Regions from separate parts of the Danio rerio genome. Here region 2 is linked to region 1. Evidence: chromatin contacts called from public HiCAR-type data. All regions are on one chromosome and are shown on one strand. The core of a region is the stretch at or near the end of the contact, and the rest is flanking DNA. Distances in the headings are between cores, read along the strand shown. Region 1 holds the start of abcc9 (ATP-binding cassette, sub-family C (CFTR/MRP), member 9). Region 2 holds the start of kcnj8 (potassium inwardly rectifying channel subfamily J member 8).

Region 1 (3,361 bases), core at 493-2,992:
TGACTCTATCTCTTCAAATTGTCGAGAATATGGACCAAAATCTCTGACCAGTGTTTCCAGGACATCTTGGATCTATGCCACAATATATCTCACAAAGTTTTGAAGGCAAATGGTGGTCTGGTATAGAGAAGTTGTACTAAATAGTGTCCAGTGAGTGATTATCTTTTTTTCATTATCTGAACCACATGACCCAGCCTGTGTGCTGTGAGATTGGCAGAAAGCTGAGGCTCCACCTTAAAACACTACATCAGAGACTTGTGAATATGTCTGGCACCCTGAAACGGTTATAATTGTATTATTGTTGTCGTATAATTCGCTAGTGTTTCTAGGTAAACAATTACTTTTTCCTAGACGTTTGTTAATCAGCACTTTGTATCTGTCTCCGCCTGTCTTGTTTTCCCTTCTTTGGCTAACAGTGTAATAATTCTTCCCTGGGAAACATTTTTTCATTATGAGGTACGGCAAAATGCTTACAGTCTACAAGAGGAACGGCACTGACACCATTACAGCATCGGCGGAAACATTTTGAGATGCTTTTGAGTAAATGCTCTTAGGGGAGTCGATATAGATAATGAATTGGCAAAGCTTGTTGTGATACAGTGTCTAGATCCCTCAGCTTCTGAAGACATAACGTATGTGAGAAGAAAGTCAGAAAACCAGGGCTTTACAATTTAAGAATTTACTTCCTTGGAAATTTTGAGTTAGATTTTGAATTCACACCCTACAGGATATTATAATTGGATTAATAAGAACAGAAAATGAATGAACAGTACTAAATAGCAAATACACAACAAGTGTTTGTTTATGGGTTAATATAGCAGATTATTACACAGCACTCTGAAATATTAAATTATTGGTCAATCTTAACATTCTACGGTATGTTATTTCCATATAACAACCAATTAAACTAATGACTCAAGCTTATCCAGATAGGATGAATTATCTTGATTGTTAGTAATTAGATTCATAAATATATATGCTAATCTGTCATGTCACAGTTCTTGACTGGTTGGTTGCAACTTGTAACTGAATAATAATAAATGGTAGGATGCTATAAGCTATTTCCAGCCATTTTTCATTCCCAAAGCTTTACGTTACTCTTGAGTTATACTTTGTGAGTAAATATTGTGTTGATCTATTAAAATAAAATGGAAAAAAATTATAAAAATATAACAAAATATGACATATGTTTAATAAAATAAAATTACAATAAAATTAAATTAAATTAAACAAAATTAAATTAAATTAAATTAAATTAAACAAAATTTAATTTAATTTAATTTAAAATAAGTTTTTCAAGTATGGTCAATAAATTAAAATAAAATTAATTTATCTCTAATTAAAAACTAATTAAAATAAAACTTCTAGGATTATCCATAAAATAAAATTAAAGGAAAGGAAACAAAAAAAACTAAATAAAGCAAAACAAAACAAAAACAAAACAAAACATTTTCAGTAAAAAAAGCCATCTGTATTATATGCAGAATGAAACGCAACTCTGTGGAGTTTCACAAACTGTAATGCATTCACATGGTTGCTGAACAGGGAAAAAAGACAAGGTCATTCATACCAATGAAGAGAATTGGGAAGGTGATGAAGAGAAGAAATACATGAGGGACGAGGTTGAGGGCATCCACGAAGCAACCATTGTCCAAGACTCCATTATCCACGCTGTAGGCGTTACTATCCCTGTCGTTCCCACAGAAAGACAGGGCCATGTCACCTGACTGGGCTAAAGAAGCCTGGACATAATTAAAAATAATAATGTTAGATATGAACATTATTGAATGTAGATAAATGTGATCAAAAAAAGACATTGACAAAAATACAGTTTTTTTCATGCACCTGTCTAGGTATTTTGGCTTTAAATAAAGTGGGGGTTTTTTCAGTCGAAGTAAACACAGTAAACAATTTGAGATACAATTAATCAATTGATTATAACTCTTCTCTTTAGAAACACTTACAGAAACCAGATTTATCCATTTGCTGAAGGATATTATAGAGGGGTTTGTTCTTACAGAAATCATTTGATTACAGTATATATACATCAATTTATTCAATAACAAGAACAAAATACCTGTAAAAATGTAAATTTTACTGGCTATTAACAATTTTTTAATTAATCTATAAAAAAGGAATCCCCGAAATGAAAAACATCTGAATGTAAACTCACAAAACAAAACAAGAAATTTGAACCTGATCATATTACTAAAAACATATGTAAATTAACGGATATTTAATTAAATATTATCTCATTCATACACATAACATTTTAGCTTGTAAATAGGTCATTTTAAGTTGTTTACAATTCTTAATTTAATTAACCAACTGGGGAAGTATGTTGAAAACTATTGTTTTATTTTTGGTTCCAGGCTTTGAGCTCAGGCTGACAGCACTGGAAGCAGTTTCCCAATAATCATTATTGACTATGAGGTCAATCAGTGTAAGAGCAAGATTAACACACCCTCTCTATAGACAGAGCCTGTACCCTCTTAGTCAAATTATTTAACAACAAACTTTCATTTCCCGCGAGAGCTGCGTTATACAACAGCATACTGGACAGCAATGTTTATTTTTGCAGAACATATTCTGATAGACTGAATCTTGCATGCTGTATATCCTTAAATGAACCATCCAAATATGTGTGTGTGTGTGTGATTCTTTTTGTTTTGTTTTTACAGTTTTGATGCTTTTCATGCCATGTTATAATTACCATCATCTCCACATGACAACATGTGATGTTACCTCATTAACACACATGAAACTATGTTTCTATGTGTTTTGTTAACATTATCAATGCCTAAATTTAACACATAATCTAATCTGCATCAGTCAAGTGGTGCAGCCGTAGCTCTTAGAAACCTTAATATTTGTTATTGTTAGTTTATAAAAAAATAATACTTAAAAAATACAACAAATAAATTAAATGTAAAGTAAAATATATTTTCTAACTACTTATTATTAAGTGTTCTTCTAATATGTTCAAAATAAAATGAAGTAAAATAAAATTCCACTCAAATTAAAAGTATTAAAATAAAATTCAATCAATTAGTCAATTCAGTGTTTCCCAACCCTGTTCCCGGAGGCACACCAACAGTACATATTTCGGATGTCTCCCTTATCTGACCCATTCATTTTAGGTCTAAGGTCTCTTCTTAAGTGATGAGATGATGCTGGTGTGTCTGATTAAGAAGAGGTTGAAAATGTGTTCTGGTGGTGTGCCTTCAGGAACAGGATTGGGAAACACTGAATTAAGTGATACCCTAAAATTCCCTAAATTAAAGTATAATTATGTAGTCTTCTATGGTCTATTTAATAAATAAATGATATTACAATACATTAAATAATATTCAAATATAGA
Region 2 (3,361 bases), core at 570-3,069, 57 kb before region 1:
ATCGATCTGCTGGATGGGGATGACCTCGCCCTCTGGGGTCATGGTCTTCCGGACCACTTGGAGGCGCACAACTGCATTGATGATCATGCTTTTGCGCAGGTCGCCCACTCGGATCATAAAGCAGAGGCGGTTGTTGCGCACAGCGATGACTGCGTGTCGGCTAAAGATAAGGGTTTCGGCACGCCGGTGGGATTGAGCGGTCTTCATAAAGATGCAGCCAAGCATGACGGCATTTATTATCAAGCCAATGATGTTCTGCAATATGAGAAAGGCGATGGCGATGGGACACCGCTCTGTTATCATACGCCCTCCGAAACCTATAGTCACCTGCACCTCGATGGAGAACAGGAAGGCAGAGGTGAAAGAGCTGGAAGGAAAAAAAAACATCAGTTTTAGGCGGCAGAAATAACATCCACATGGAATAAAACAACCTAATAATTTGACCTAAATTATATGGCCCATATGTAAAAAAAAATACACAATTGCCTTAATTACTGTTATTACTTTATTATACATTTAGATTTGTCTTTTTTTTATTTGGTTTTGTTAATTTGGATTTTATTTAGCAATTTTAGTTGAATTATTTTTGTATAAAATCTACATTTAATATAATGGCTTCATAATTATATTATAAGATCATATATATATATATATATTAGATAGTATTATAATATACAATCTCTAAATAACGTTCTATTATTTATTCAATCCATTGGTTGAGTTTAAAATATCTGGTGCTTTGTTGGGTTATTTTTAACCTTTATTGGGTTATTTATTTAATAACTGAACCATTGGGTTAAATATCTGGTGCTTTGTTTGGTTATTTTTAACCTTTATTGGGGTATTTGTTTAATTACTCAACTAGTTGGGATAAAAATTTCAACAGTCAACTGATTTAACTGACACAGAACAGTATATTAATATGCGTGTAATGTTGTTTTTGCATTATAAAGTTTATTAAAGCTCCAACGCAATAATATTGTAGTGTTTTTAACTTTTAGTAATCTAATTTTTATTTGCTACAAATTTAATTATCATTACATGACATTTATAAAAGGCCTATCAATATTGTGATATAATATTTGTTATACATTTATGATTATAAAATGCCAAAGTTAAACTTAATTTATGACGGTAATTTCCCCCTTTAATATAAGTATTTAACAATGTTATGAATAATTTTTAAAACTGCTTAAATTGGATTTTTATTACATTCACCATAAATGAATAATTTTAATAATTATTATTTTGAATATAAAAAATATATATTTCCACGTATTGACAAAAACATTTTCCTAAAACGTATATTTTCTTAAAAAAAAAAAGAAGATAAAATACCTTAAAAATAGGCTAGGTTATAAAATGAAATATGTCATCAGTTTGCAACAGTTTTATAGGCTACAGATACAAAACAGGAGGATAGACATGTTTTGGACATCTGCACATGCAATCAAGTCAACGGCACTCACTTGACATTGGTGACGCACTGCTCCACGGCAGGTTTACGGTCGGTGTCCAGATCTCCGTGCCCGAAGGCCACCAGCCACCAGCTCATGGCGAACAGCAGCCAGCTGCACAGAAATGTCATGGTGAAGATGACCAGCGTGAAGCGCCACTTCAGATCCACCAGAGTGGTGAAGACGTCCTGCAGGAACCGGCCCTGCTCACGGATGTTCTTGTGCGCCAAGTTACACGCGCCGCTCTTGGCGATGAAGCGCGCTTTATTCACGCGGTCTCTGAACACTGGTTTACGCGGCACCCGGGACACCAGCGCCGGCAGCGCGAACTCCTCCGGGATGATGCTCTTCCGCGGCAACATGATTTACAACAAAAACTTCTCCTGAGCGTGTCAAACGCGCTTAATAACCATCCCGCATCCACGGTTTAACTTGGCGAAGTAGCATAAACTATAAGAAAAAAAGTGATTTGATCACAATAAATAGTTTAATCCGTGTTCTTGGGCCAGTTTCTAGAATAAAGGCTGGAAAAGAGCAGAAGTGAGTGTTTGAAGCGCTTCTGAATGTGTGTTTCTGATGGAGATCGGGCTGCTCTACTGGACTCATGGGCGGTACATCCCTGTCCTACAGCCTCCGACTGACACTCACATCGGACAGAAGAGCGCTTGAAACTACTTCAGCATTTTAAACGGGTTATATTCGCCAATGTTACAGATTAAAAGCAATGAATTTCTTTATGTAAATAGAAAGTAAAAGAAAGATTAGCCAGTGCACTTAAAAGAAACAAACGCATGCTATCCGAACAAACGAGTTGCAAAATTATTGCGACTATTGAATTGATGAATTTTTACATTTACTTTCTGGAGAGAAAAAAAAACTAGTTTAACGCGAGAATTGTCGGTGAATCTTTCATAACACGATATTATAAGGGTGGAGACCTATGAGGACCACAGGAGCGCGCTATGGAGATCTTATAGGCTAATTTATTCTTGCCCATATTAGGTATATATGATTAAATTAAATAAATTACCTCAACCAATCAAATTTATTATTTAGCCTACAGAATAATAATATATTTTTTAAAAACTATATATTTAAACTATACTATTCGACACAGATTTAATTCAACTAAAGTTTTCCTTTGTTTAAACAATTGTTTGTTGAAAATGATAACAATAATAACAAAATAATAATAATGATTATAAATAATAATATTTTAATAGCAAAAGCAAAAATAAACCTTTTAAACTTCATCAAGTTATGTGTATGTCTGTGTATGTTGTTATTAATACTACTACTAGCCTACTACACATACACATATCTTTTTTTAAATTGTATTTTAGGCTAACAATAATATTTTAATAAGCATTCATAAAATTCATCCGTTTATCTTGTTTCCATCACTGCTCTCTAGCTGATTTGTTCTTTTTCTGTGCATTATTCTCTTATATTCTGCGTTTGGAATGATATTTATTGTCATTTTCAATTTAAAAAGTTTCACCTCCTTTTCAGGCATCTAAAAATAACCTGACAACTTTAATAGTCTCTGCGCTTCAGTACATTTTAAAGGAATTATTTTTATTTTTATAACACAATGTGTTTCTCAAATAGTAGCATAATATAAGCTAATATAATAGTAACAATAATATTGCATAAATGGATTTCTCAATTTGAACAAAGGCACACATATGAACAGAAGGTGGCGCTGTATAGCAAAGTAGCCTGTTTTCTGTCACAATTAATGTACATAATATTAACATTTGTGAAGTTTAATAACTAGTTTACTGTTTAAACGTTGCTTTAAAACATATGCAATGCAAATGCACTTCGCAGAGTTAATTAAATACACAAAAAGCGATTTTTTTTATTTTAAATTCATGTGTAAAAAAGTTAGGCACACAATA

The links. HiCAR-type assays count read pairs that join an accessible place to other places.
Region 2: a HiCAR-type map of caudal fin shows a contact between it and region 1, with 2.9 times the contacts expected there. The contact joins the promoter of kcnj8 here to the promoter of abcc9 in region 1. A contact is called at or near these places in 9 of 18 Hi-C or Micro-C datasets (caudal fin, embryo, fibroblasts and 4 more) and 2 of 4 datasets of contacts at active chromatin or transcription factors (caudal fin and embryo).

The regions. Positions count from the first base shown.
Region 1 is chr4:15,241,578-15,244,938 of GRCz12tu, reverse strand. abcc9 (ATP-binding cassette, sub-family C (CFTR/MRP), member 9) reads right to left here and starts at 1,742. Exons shown (of 37, transcript NM_001030154.1): 1 at 1,571-1,742. The coding sequence starts at 1,718. It also overlaps a transcript of plxnb2a.3 not described here.
Region 2 is chr4:15,298,386-15,301,746 of GRCz12tu, reverse strand. It overlaps kcnj8 (potassium inwardly rectifying channel subfamily J member 8), which reads right to left and starts at 1,819. Exons shown (of 2, transcript NM_001030153.1): 1 at 1,470-1,819; 2 at 1-367. The coding sequence starts at 1,819. The region is part of intron 1 of LOC141381604 (a long non-coding RNA gene); the gene reads left to right.